2 separate regions of the Capra hircus genome follow, and region 2 is linked to region 1. A link is a contact called in public Hi-C data. All regions are on one chromosome and are shown on one strand. Each heading gives the region's core, a stretch centred on a gene start, on an enhancer-like site or on the middle of the called end of the contact. The rest is flanking DNA. Distances are from core to core; before and after follow the strand shown. Region 1 holds the start of TARS2 (threonine--tRNA ligase, mitochondrial). Region 2 overlaps ADAMTSL4 (ADAMTS-like protein 4).

What was found. Hi-C and Micro-C count contacts between places; a contact is called where the count stands out from the background.
Region 2: a Hi-C map of blood shows a contact between it and region 1, with 2.4 times the contacts expected there. The contact joins the enhancer-like site here to the promoter of TARS2 in region 1. A contact is called at or near these places in 2 of 5 Hi-C or Micro-C datasets (both in blood).

The regions. Positions count from the first base shown.
Region 1 is chr3:99,961,815-99,966,807 of ARS1.2, forward strand. It overlaps TARS2 (threonine--tRNA ligase, mitochondrial), which reads left to right and starts at 1,523. Exons shown (of 18, transcript XM_018046035.1): 1 at 1,523-1,769; 2 at 3,397-3,593; 3 at 3,917-4,040; 4 at 4,696-4,820. The coding sequence starts at 1,710.
Region 2 is chr3:100,026,925-100,032,054 of ARS1.2, forward strand. It overlaps ADAMTSL4 (ADAMTS-like protein 4), which reads left to right. Exons shown (of 18, transcript XM_018046040.1): 18 at 1-515. Among named protein-coding and RNA genes, the nearest start is that of MCL1, 13 kb to the right of the region's middle. Within about 2 kb of position 1,982, at least 5 of the 5 cell types and tissues checked have an H3K27ac peak or open chromatin away from gene starts, as enhancers often do.

The DNA.
Region 1 (4,993 bases), core at 273-2,772:
ATCTCTGTAGTATATTGAAAGCAAAGTTAAAGTTTGGCCCCATCCTAGATCTTTATTACTAAGGGGGGGAAGATTTTTTTAACCTAACCTCCCCACAGCACCTACTGTAGCTTTAGCCACTCTGCTAGTTCCTTGGGCCTCAAAACCATTTGGTGGCAATGATACAAAGCTTTCTTGTATTTTACCTTCTTATATTTATCCTTTTTCCCTCAATATCTCTTCTACCGCTTTGGTGTAGGGAAATTTTGCTTCTAAGAATGAAAATTTGGAGGTATGTGTTGCTCCTGATAACAAGAGGGAAATGTACTGTACTTTTCCATGGAGAGAATTTTTACAAACAGTTAAAGATGATAAAAACAATACCTGCTCAACCAAAGCTGTAACTAACAGGATGTCTATTCTAAGAGTGGAGTAAAGCTGAGAGTTTTCTCAAAATTGATTGAGGGTCTAGTGTACCCTTTTCTGAGGAGTTCTTTTCCCTAGACTTCTATGAAACCTTCTGGCATTATTTCCTAAACTCTGCTTTTTCCTTAACCTTAGACTAGTAGAGGTTATTTGGTAAGACGCCTCTTTGCCTGTTTTCTTGGCTTTTTATTAACTTTCTCTCCACCCTATTAAAGGCCTCTTAGGGCCCAAAGGCTCCTAGTTCTGTTCCCTGGAGAGAAAAAAAAGAGATGAGCTACCAAACGTGATGCATGGTGATGATCCTGGTCCCTGTGAGACAGCATAACGTGTTATAACACTGGTCCTGCATTCAGATGGAGTGGGGCTTGACTTCTTTGAGAGTCATTTTCAACATTTTGAAGGGACTGTAAGAACTACTACTTGGGGTTCTCGGAATTCAGTGAGATAGTGAAGCATGGCACTTGGCACATAGTGGTTGTTGAGTAATATTCTGGTGGAAGGGAGGAGCAGTTTTAGCAACAGATATTTCCCCAGCAGGCTAATTGGCTAAAATTCTGAGGCTGAGACGTGCTAGTCACAGATCAGAAGTTGTGAAGACCCAGTGGTTAATGTGTTGGCCTTCGCTAGCTTACTCTTGCCTGCTTGCTTGCTGGCTTGCTTGTGACACAGGCAGGAATGGAATAACAACATTCCTTCCTTCACTGCAAACCAGATCACGTAAGTGATGAAGTAGCAGTTGATTGGCATCCCGTAGCACCCAGCTCAGTGCATCGCACATAGCAAGTAGTCAGTACATGTTTGAGGGATGAGTGCAGGCAGCTATTGTCTGTGACTGTAATTAATCTACTTATCCCACTATCCCTCTACTATCCTCCCAAAGCAGAATGGTTAAAGAAGGTGTGTGTCAGTATACAAGTCCTATGGGGTTTCAAGTCGGTACAGTGGTCGGTATATTCTTAATTATTTATGATTATGTATGGAGTAGCTGCCATTTTGTTGCATGCAGTGTGACACTTCCCTGTCCCTTTTGGCGCAGAGCCATAGGAAGAGTTCTGCCTGCTGTCACACTTCCTGATTGCCATTTAAAAAGTCTCCCAACCTTCTCCCAAACTCACACACATACAAGTAATCTTCCTCTTCCACACTCTTGTCTATTTCTTTTTGTATTTCAGGGTGTCTAACGTGCCAGAAGATGGAGCCAAGATTCGGAGTGGTGCCTGTGACTCAGATCAACTGCTGCCTCCCCAGACAGAACCTCTGGAAACTTAGATTAAACACCTTTCTATGACAGCTCTTCCTCCACAATGCTTGATAACATCACCATTGGAAACTTGAGAACCTACACCAAGCATCCCCACCCCCAGGTGAGGGGACTAATGGGAATTACTAAGAACCTCACATCTGTCCCTAAATCCATTTCCCTCATACTTTACAAATCTGGTTGTGTTTCAATTTTTACTATAGAAAACAAATCAAATACACCTAGTCCTGTGTTCTGGATATAGCAGGGAGAGGGCTAAAGGAGAGCTAGGATGGGAATTAGAGGCAGCCTTGGTTGGAAGCAGAGAGCTAAGGTTCTAGGGTTAGGCACTTCTTTCTGAGCTGTTGGAGGAATTGTATTGGGAGTAAACTCTTACTACCAGAGAAAGTCTGTTGTGGTAGAAGAATACAAAACATGGATTCAGAATCCAGCATCAGTTGGCATTAAACCACTTACCTTTTCTGACCTTAAATTCCTCATCTGTAAGATTAAGGGGTCTCTAAAGGGCTCTCTTTAAGCACCATGAGTATGAAGGGATGCCAAAGAATGCCTTCTGCAGATTCTTTGCTCTAGCCCCAAAGTGGTTATGTTCATTTATTCTCATAGCTTGTCACTAGTGTTGCCCATTACTATGTACTGTGCAATATATTAGACAATATAAAATTAACCTTAATTCAGAATTAGAACTATTATTATTCCCATTTTATAGATAAGAAAATTGAAGTTCAGAAGTTTATTTTGTTTGGGAGTGTCTGGTTTTGTCGCATTGCCTGGCTTGTGGGCTCTTAGTTCCCTGACCAGTTCCCTGTGGCTTCTGCAGTGGAAGAGCAGAGTCTTAACCACTGGACCGCTAGGGAATTCTAGAAGTTAATTTCCCCAAAATGACACAATCCCCAGGATTTACACTAGATCTGTCTTATCTCAAAGTATATGCTTTTATTTGTTTCCTACCTGCCAGTGAAGACTGTAAAGCATGGTTAAAAGGAAATGACTACCCTTTCCGATCTGTTTCTCTTCCGCTTGCATTCTGGGAAATTTTCCTGCCCCTGTCCTCGAAGCCGCAGGATATCTTACTGCTCTTTTGATCTGAAACTGCAGGTCCCTGGAATTGCCCACGTGTGTAACAGTTTAGGTCTTCCGGTCAGGCGGAACCACCCACACCGCTGCTAGTGCTGCGTGGGGTGTTCCTCTTCGGAGTTCCTGGAGGTGGTCCCAAATTGGAGTGGCAGCTGTAGTAACCAATAGGCATGGATATTGTTGGGCCAGACGTCAATGAGGAATCTGGCGAAGTAGAAGCGGCGATCTTTTGAGTATGTAGCACAGGACTGAGGGAAAATGGGGCTGTATCAGCGGTGTCGGCGGCTTCGGTTCCCAGGGTTACATGCCTGCGGGCTGCACACGGTGCGTGAGGTACCCAAAAGTTCCGAGCCATATTGGACCCAGCCCAGCGGAACCCCCAAAGTGTAGGCTCTTAACCCTGCTTGACACCGCCTGCTCCCTCCCAGCGGCCCCCAACCGGACTACCCTAGCCCTTAGATGCGCCATTTTTTCCCTCGTGTTGGCAGCCTGGGGAGCCTAGAGCTCCTAGCCTCTAGGGCCCTGTATCACCCAGTGTTTTTAAAGGCCCAGGATTCGGACCACGGCCACTTAAATGTTCTAATTTCGCGCGGTCCCAATCCCAGGAAGGAATGATGGAACCTGTGTTAACTTGTTAACATCTTTCCCTCCAGGCAGCTGTGCCGACCCCTCCACACTGGTTGGTGGAGCGGCTTGGCTATTTTGAGGAGCTATGGACTGCTCAGGTAAAGAGGTTAGCAAGCATGGCACAGGAGGAACAGCGGACTATTAAGATATCACTTCCTGGAGGTCAGAAAGTCGATGCTGTAGCATGGAAGACAACTCCTTACCAACTAGCCCAGCAGATCAGGTACTAGGCTCATTCTGCACCTACCAGGATAATGCTTCTATCTCTGCTTTCTCTTTCTCAATTTGAGTAGGGGACAGACTTTGTATGTTTATCCTATCCTCCCCAAGATAGCATTTCCTGCCAATTCCTTTTCAATCTGCATTAGTTTCATAGTCTCTGACCTTCCTCCATTTGGCATGGAGGGTGGAGGGGAATGATAAATTATATTGCTCCCGTAACTCGTTTCCTCTTGCAGGTTTGGAGTTACTAAGAGATTAGTTCCTGTCTTCGCCTTTGGATTGTAACCTTGTCTTTTTCTTTACCTGTATTCCTCACTGCTGAAGTTCAAACCTGGCAGATACTGCAGTGGCTGCTCAAGTGAATGGAGAACCTTATGATCTGGAGCGGCCCTTGGAGACAGATGCTGACCTCAGGTTTCTGACATTCGATTCTGCACAGGGGAAAGCGGTAAGCTTCTTCCTTATCGGGGATACAGTGGCTACTAAACTAAGAGATGTTTAAGTAGGCATTTCTAGCGTTTATTTCCCTTGCATCAGTTTCTCCAAGTGCAGTTGGGAGGCTTACGGCATATTACTTGCCTTGACTGGTCCTGGCTAAGCTGGAAACTTAGGATGAAAGTTTTTACTTAGCCTGGGTCTATTAAGCAGTGACCATTTGTGCTAGTGAAAGGGAGAGAATTAAGTTGAAAATAGATAATATGCCCAGTTAGCCCCCCAACTCTTGAGACCTATAAGTCATCAGTAGCACGTTTTTAATTCTAGTGTGGCTTGCACAACTGGGCACATGACCTGGCTTCCCCTCCACTTTTTCATGTCAGCTTGGATGGTATGAAAACTGACTAACCTCCTACTATGCTCTGGAACTGGAAAGCAATGAGGAGTGGGGCTTACTCTTTTCTGTGCATTGCTTCTAGGGGCCTTCTTTCTTTTATATTCAGTTTTGTTGTTTATTTGTCTTTTACTATTCAGCAGTCACCCCCAAGCTCGGGTCACATTTTGTGATAGTTACTCATAACTGGTTCACATCAGCTTTTCTGAGGAGGTCAGAGAGGTAGGGGCTAAAGAAGGCTATGAACTCATGAACTCCTTTCTTGTGAACCCAGGTATTCTGGCACTCCAGTACGCATGTCCTGGGGGCAGCAGCTGAACAGCTTCTAGGTGCTGTCCTCTGCCAAGGCCCAAGCACAGAATGTGGCTTTTACCATGATTTCTTCTTAGGAAAGGAACGGTGAGTAATGCAAGGAAGGAGGAGAATAATTCTGGGGTGCTTTTTTTTTTTTCAGAGATATCACCATATTTTCTTTTTCTTTTTTTGAGGTCTAATTGACGAATACAGTTGTAACTTATTTAAAGTATAGTTATGGTGATTTGATATATGTCTACATTGTAGAAGGATTCTCA
Region 2 (5,130 bases), core at 732-3,231, 66 kb after region 1:
GTGTGTGCACACATGCACCCAAATGTGTATGGGCCCGTATGGATGTGTGTGCGCCCATACATCTGTATCACTTCTCAAAAAGAAGTTACACAGTCCCCCGGGAGGGGATGATGCCTGTTTCCAAGAGAGTTTTCTGGGATGAGAGGAAAGCAAGTTTGCAGCTCTTTGGGAATCCGAGCTACTTAGAGTCTGGCCTCCACATTAATCCCAATTTTGTGTCCTAACCCTCATTTCTCCTGTTCAGGCCATGTATCATGTAAACCATCCTTCTGTCCTCTGACTCCTCCCTTTACCTAGTTTCTATCCCTCCCTCTCATAGCTAATGAGGGGTGGGGGTGAGCGAGTGCCTTCCAGGAAGAGAGACTGTCTCCCAGAGCAGAGACCAGCTGGGCAGAGGATGGAAAAGAGCAAGTTTAGAATAAGACATCCTAGCCCCTGCTTCTGCTCCCCACCTCCTAAAGTGGTTCCTACTCCAGAACTAATTTATTTTTATTAAAGATGATTATGACAAATGAGAAACAGGCTCTTCATTGTCCTCATGGGAACCCAGCTGTACAGGCCACCTAAGCAAGCTGTGTGAGATGAGAATGAAGGGTGGGAAGGGGAACAAAGCTTGGAGCCCAGATGGAGAGAGTCTGGGCGCAGAATGCCTAATGAAGGAGCCCCAGTCACCTGAGACCCGAATGCAGCCTTGGTCAGAGGCAGAGGGTCCTGGGGGATCGCAGGCCCTGCAGGTTGGTCATCCACCACTAGAGGTCACCACTCCCCCCAGCTTAGCTACAGAGTTGGGCACTTGGGTCCAAAACAGAAACTACTCGGTCTATGGTGGGTTTCTCGGTAGGCTGGGTCCTTCTGTAAAGTCTCTTGGAATCTAGTAGCACTTTTTCTCCATCTGGGGCTGAGCTGAATGACAGCTGCCTTTTCAGGGGTCCTTTTTCCTGTTCTCTTTCCTTGGCCCTGACTTCCTGCCCCTCTCATCTTTTCTGCTATTACCCATTTTCCTATTAAGCTCTTGGTTTGTTGCTTTTTATAGAGTGGGAGGAAAGGAAATGATTCCCACCAACCCCCCAACCCCGCACCCCCGCCCCCAGCAGAAAGGGCTGGAGGAGGAGGAGCCTGGCCTGGTTCTAGGGGACTTGGGGGTGGAGTCGAGGGTGGAGCCAAGGCAGTACTGGATGTCCAGCCAAAGACACATTCTTCAGAGATGTCTCATCCTGGTCTTCTCCCAACCCAACGCCCATGTCCACTCTCAAGGTAAACAGTTTGTTGGAGGTGGTGTGAGCGTGGACAGCCTTTTCCATAACACAAATCCTTTCCCCAACCCCACCCCTACAATTCTGAGTCCTGATCACCACTTGTAGAAGCCACACTTCTGGGGGAGGGGTCCCCATGTCTAGGAAAGAGGGAAGTGCAATAGAATCGAGCTTCTCTCCCCATCAGGAGGGCCCCTCCCCCATCCCTTCACCCCCACAAGTCTGGCCAAGTAAGATCGTAAAGGCCTGCAGAAACAGCTGAACTCAGTGACTACTGTCTTGAGCATGTACTCCTAGACACAGCCAGACCCTGGGAAGGACCCCAGAGCTACCCGAGGGGACAGGACTTCTCCATTCTGGCAGCTTCCTCATGTCATTCTGTTGCCTTGGGAAGCAGGCTTTCTTTGGGCTGAGAAGGAAGACTACAGGTACCATCTCAGGAGGACAGTGTATCAGGAAGGAGGCAGAAGAAAATGGGGGGAAAGGAAAATGAAACTGACTCCTCCAGGGTGGGAAATGCAGAACAGGGTACTGAGGGGGCCCAGTCTCAGTGTCTCTGCAGGCATCAGACGGCTCCTCTTTGGTGAACCTCTGAGGGGATCACAGATGTGGGGGCACCAGGGGAGTAGGACCTGAGCCAGCCCTGCAGACACTGAAGGCTGAAGGCGGAGTCCTGAGACCAAGGGAGGGTGCGGTGAAGAGCTGGGGCCCTCCCAGTGATTCCTGGAAGCTGAAGGCTGGGCGGTGGCCCCAGTTCAGCTGACTTCCCCGAAGTTCCTCCTCCCTCTTAGGGCCTCTCAGGACTGTTGCTGGGCAGGTTTGGAGTTTGGCCTTAGCCTGAGAACCAATCACAGGTGGGGAATGCAGCCACAGCCCCTCTTGAGGCTCCCCCAGCTTCAACACCTCCCTTCCCTGATAGCCCCCAGCTCCCTCACAGCCTTCAGCCTCTGACTTCTCAGGATGTGGGCTTTCATCTGGGGGGTTACCCCCTTTCCCCTTTCATTTTAAAGCTAGGATTCAGTGCAGCCCCCAAGGATTCTTTCCTCTGGTCACTGAGGTCAGAATGGGAAGGGGAGTCACTGTGAAAAGTTTTCAGGAAGCGGAAGCTGACCTCAAGCACCCCCTTTTCCCGGCCTCTTTCAGGGGATTACTGTGGCCAGACACCTCTTTGCTGACCTCTGAAACCCTGTGGAGGGACTTGGGAGAGAGGAAGCTGTAACCCAAGTTCAGAGATGTGGTGCAGGGGCCCTTAGCCTTGCTGCTCTGGGGGGAATTTAGGGAAGGACTCAGAGGAACTAGACCCCTGAGAGTTGAGGTGGGGGTGGGGTGGCGATAGGAACAATCTTGATGAGCAAAAGAGAGATCAAGCGTGCAGAAGGCCAGGAGATTGTTGGGGCTTCTCATTTCTGAGTGTGCTGGGGGAAGATGACTGTGGTTCTAATCTGGGGACTTACAAGTGAACTTCTGAGGTCTCTGTTCAGCTGGCTCAGAATTCCCCCCTCCCCCCTCCCAGCTTCCCCAGGGTAATCACCCACCCAATTACCCTTCAGCCTTCAGACTAAATTTAGCTTCTAGACTTCCCCAACTGGGGGCCTCCCTGCAAGCAGGTGCTCACAGCTGCAGGGGTGGGTCTGAAGAGACCCGTACTTTTCAGTGGTCCAAATTCAACCTCTGTGGTAACGAAGAGTGAAGCCCAGAGCAAGGGCCCAGGTGCTGACCCACGTGATGCTATGAGTGTCTCAGAGGGTCTTAAGAAACCCTCTCTCAAGAGCCCTTGAGGCAGGATCTAGACAGACCTGGAGAGCAGAGGGAGGAGAGTGAGAATAAAATGCAAGGAACTGTTAATCCCTTTCCAGATTCCAACCAGATCCTCTTTCATTTTCTGCTTTTCCCTTCTCCCCTGTTTTACAAATAGAGACTTCATTTGAACTTAACACCCTCCCCCACCAAAGTAAACTGAATCAGGAAAACCTCTTCTTAAAGCATGGAGAATCAGGCTAGAGATTATAATTTGGAGGTGGAGTGGGGGTGGGGGTTCCCACATTCCCACCCTCTCTCCTACCAGCATCCCTGAAATCCATCATCTCTGGTTCTGGGAGTCAGCGGGGTGGGGAAGTTAGAGCAGAGGGGGGCTTATTTGTCACAGGCAGGTGATGAAGAGATGTCAGCTATAAAGGGTGGGAGGCACCTTCTACAGGAAGTAGAAAGCCTCAGGAAAGTACCTAAGACTAAGTCTGTCAACAAGAGAGATAAACAGTTTGGGTTAACCAAACTAGACAGTACAGATCTTCAATCTGACCTCAGGCTCCTTGACCCTGGAGACTGGGGAAAACTCTAGAGGAGGGTGTTTCATGGCTGAAGTCAGACCCTAGAAAGGATTGGAGGGAGTAACACACCAAGTTAGTCCAAAACAAGGTATGCATGAGCCATAGCAGTCAGAACCTAGGGAACCAATCAGCTACGTCAGCTGAAGGGGAGATGCAGAGATGGCTACGTACTGGAGAGACCAAAGCACTTTTTCAGTGAGCACCAGAGAGCTGTGTTTGAATGTCCTGGCAAAGAATCTCAGTATTGAAGAAATGGGTTCAATTTCAGGAAGGTTCCAGGTTGGAGTTAGGATGTATGCCTATGTGTTGTACTCCTCTGAGCCTTTCCTGAATCTTAAGAGACAGCTCTACACAACCTGGAGTGAGGAGGAAAAGAAACAGGGTGAGAGGCTGAGGTTACTCCTAAAAAGAAGGATGTGTGTGTCCCTGGTTTCCCTAGAATAAAAGGCCACATGGCAAAGACCTTGCCCTTGATGGGAGGGGGCAGAGTTAATCTACCCTAGGACCAGACCCCTTCTTTCATTTCTTCCTCCCTCCCCTTGCCTTGATTCTTGGTTGCCTGACTCTTTCATGACATCCTGACTCCTTTTTAGCTCAGGCAGAGGAGAGGGCAACCTCTTTCTAAAGTACCAAAAATGTGACTTCCCTGATGGGCCAGTGGTTAAGACTCCACACTTCCAGTGTAGGGGGTGTGGGTTTGATCCCTAGTTGAGGAACAAAGATTCCACATGCTGCAAGGTGTATTAAAAAAATAAAACCAGAGTATAAATATTTCCAATTTTGCAGGCTATCAAGCTCTGCTGCAACCCTTGACTCTGCTGTTGCAGCATAAAAGCAGCCCTGCACAATTTGTAAACAAATGATCATGACTCTGTTTCCTTCAAACTGTGTCAAAGCTCAGCTGTGACTCTTTGTGACCCCATAGACTAGCCCACTGGGCTCCTCTGTCCATGGAATTATTCAGGCAAGAATACTGAAGTAGATAGCCATTCCCTTCTCCAGGCGATCTTCCCGACCCAGGGACTGAATCAGCATCTCCTGTGTCTCCTGCATTGCAGAAAGTCTTTACCGTAGGGAGCCACCAGGGAACCCCCCCAAATGTGATTTTACTCAATACTAAGGTCCTATGAGGCGTGTTTAGTTGCTCAGTCATGTTCGATTTTCTGTGACCCTTTGGACTGTAGCCTACTAGACTCCTCTTCCATGGGATTTTTCAGGCAAGAATACTAGTAAGTTGCCATTTCCTCCTCCAGGGGATCGTCTCGACCCAGGGATCAAACCTGCATCTCCTGTGTGTCCGGCATTGCAGGCAGATTCTTTATTCGCTCAACCACTGCCAAGTCACTTCAGTTGTGCCCGACCCTTTGCAGCCCCATGCACTGTGGCCCACCAGGCCCCTCTGTCCATAGGGTTCCCCAGGCAAGAATACTGGAATGGGTTGCTATTTCTTCCTCCAAGGGATCTGATCCAATCCAGGAATTGAACCCACATCTCTTACGACTCCTGCATTGGCAGGCGGGATCTTTGCCAAGAGGGCTGTCCCAAACTTT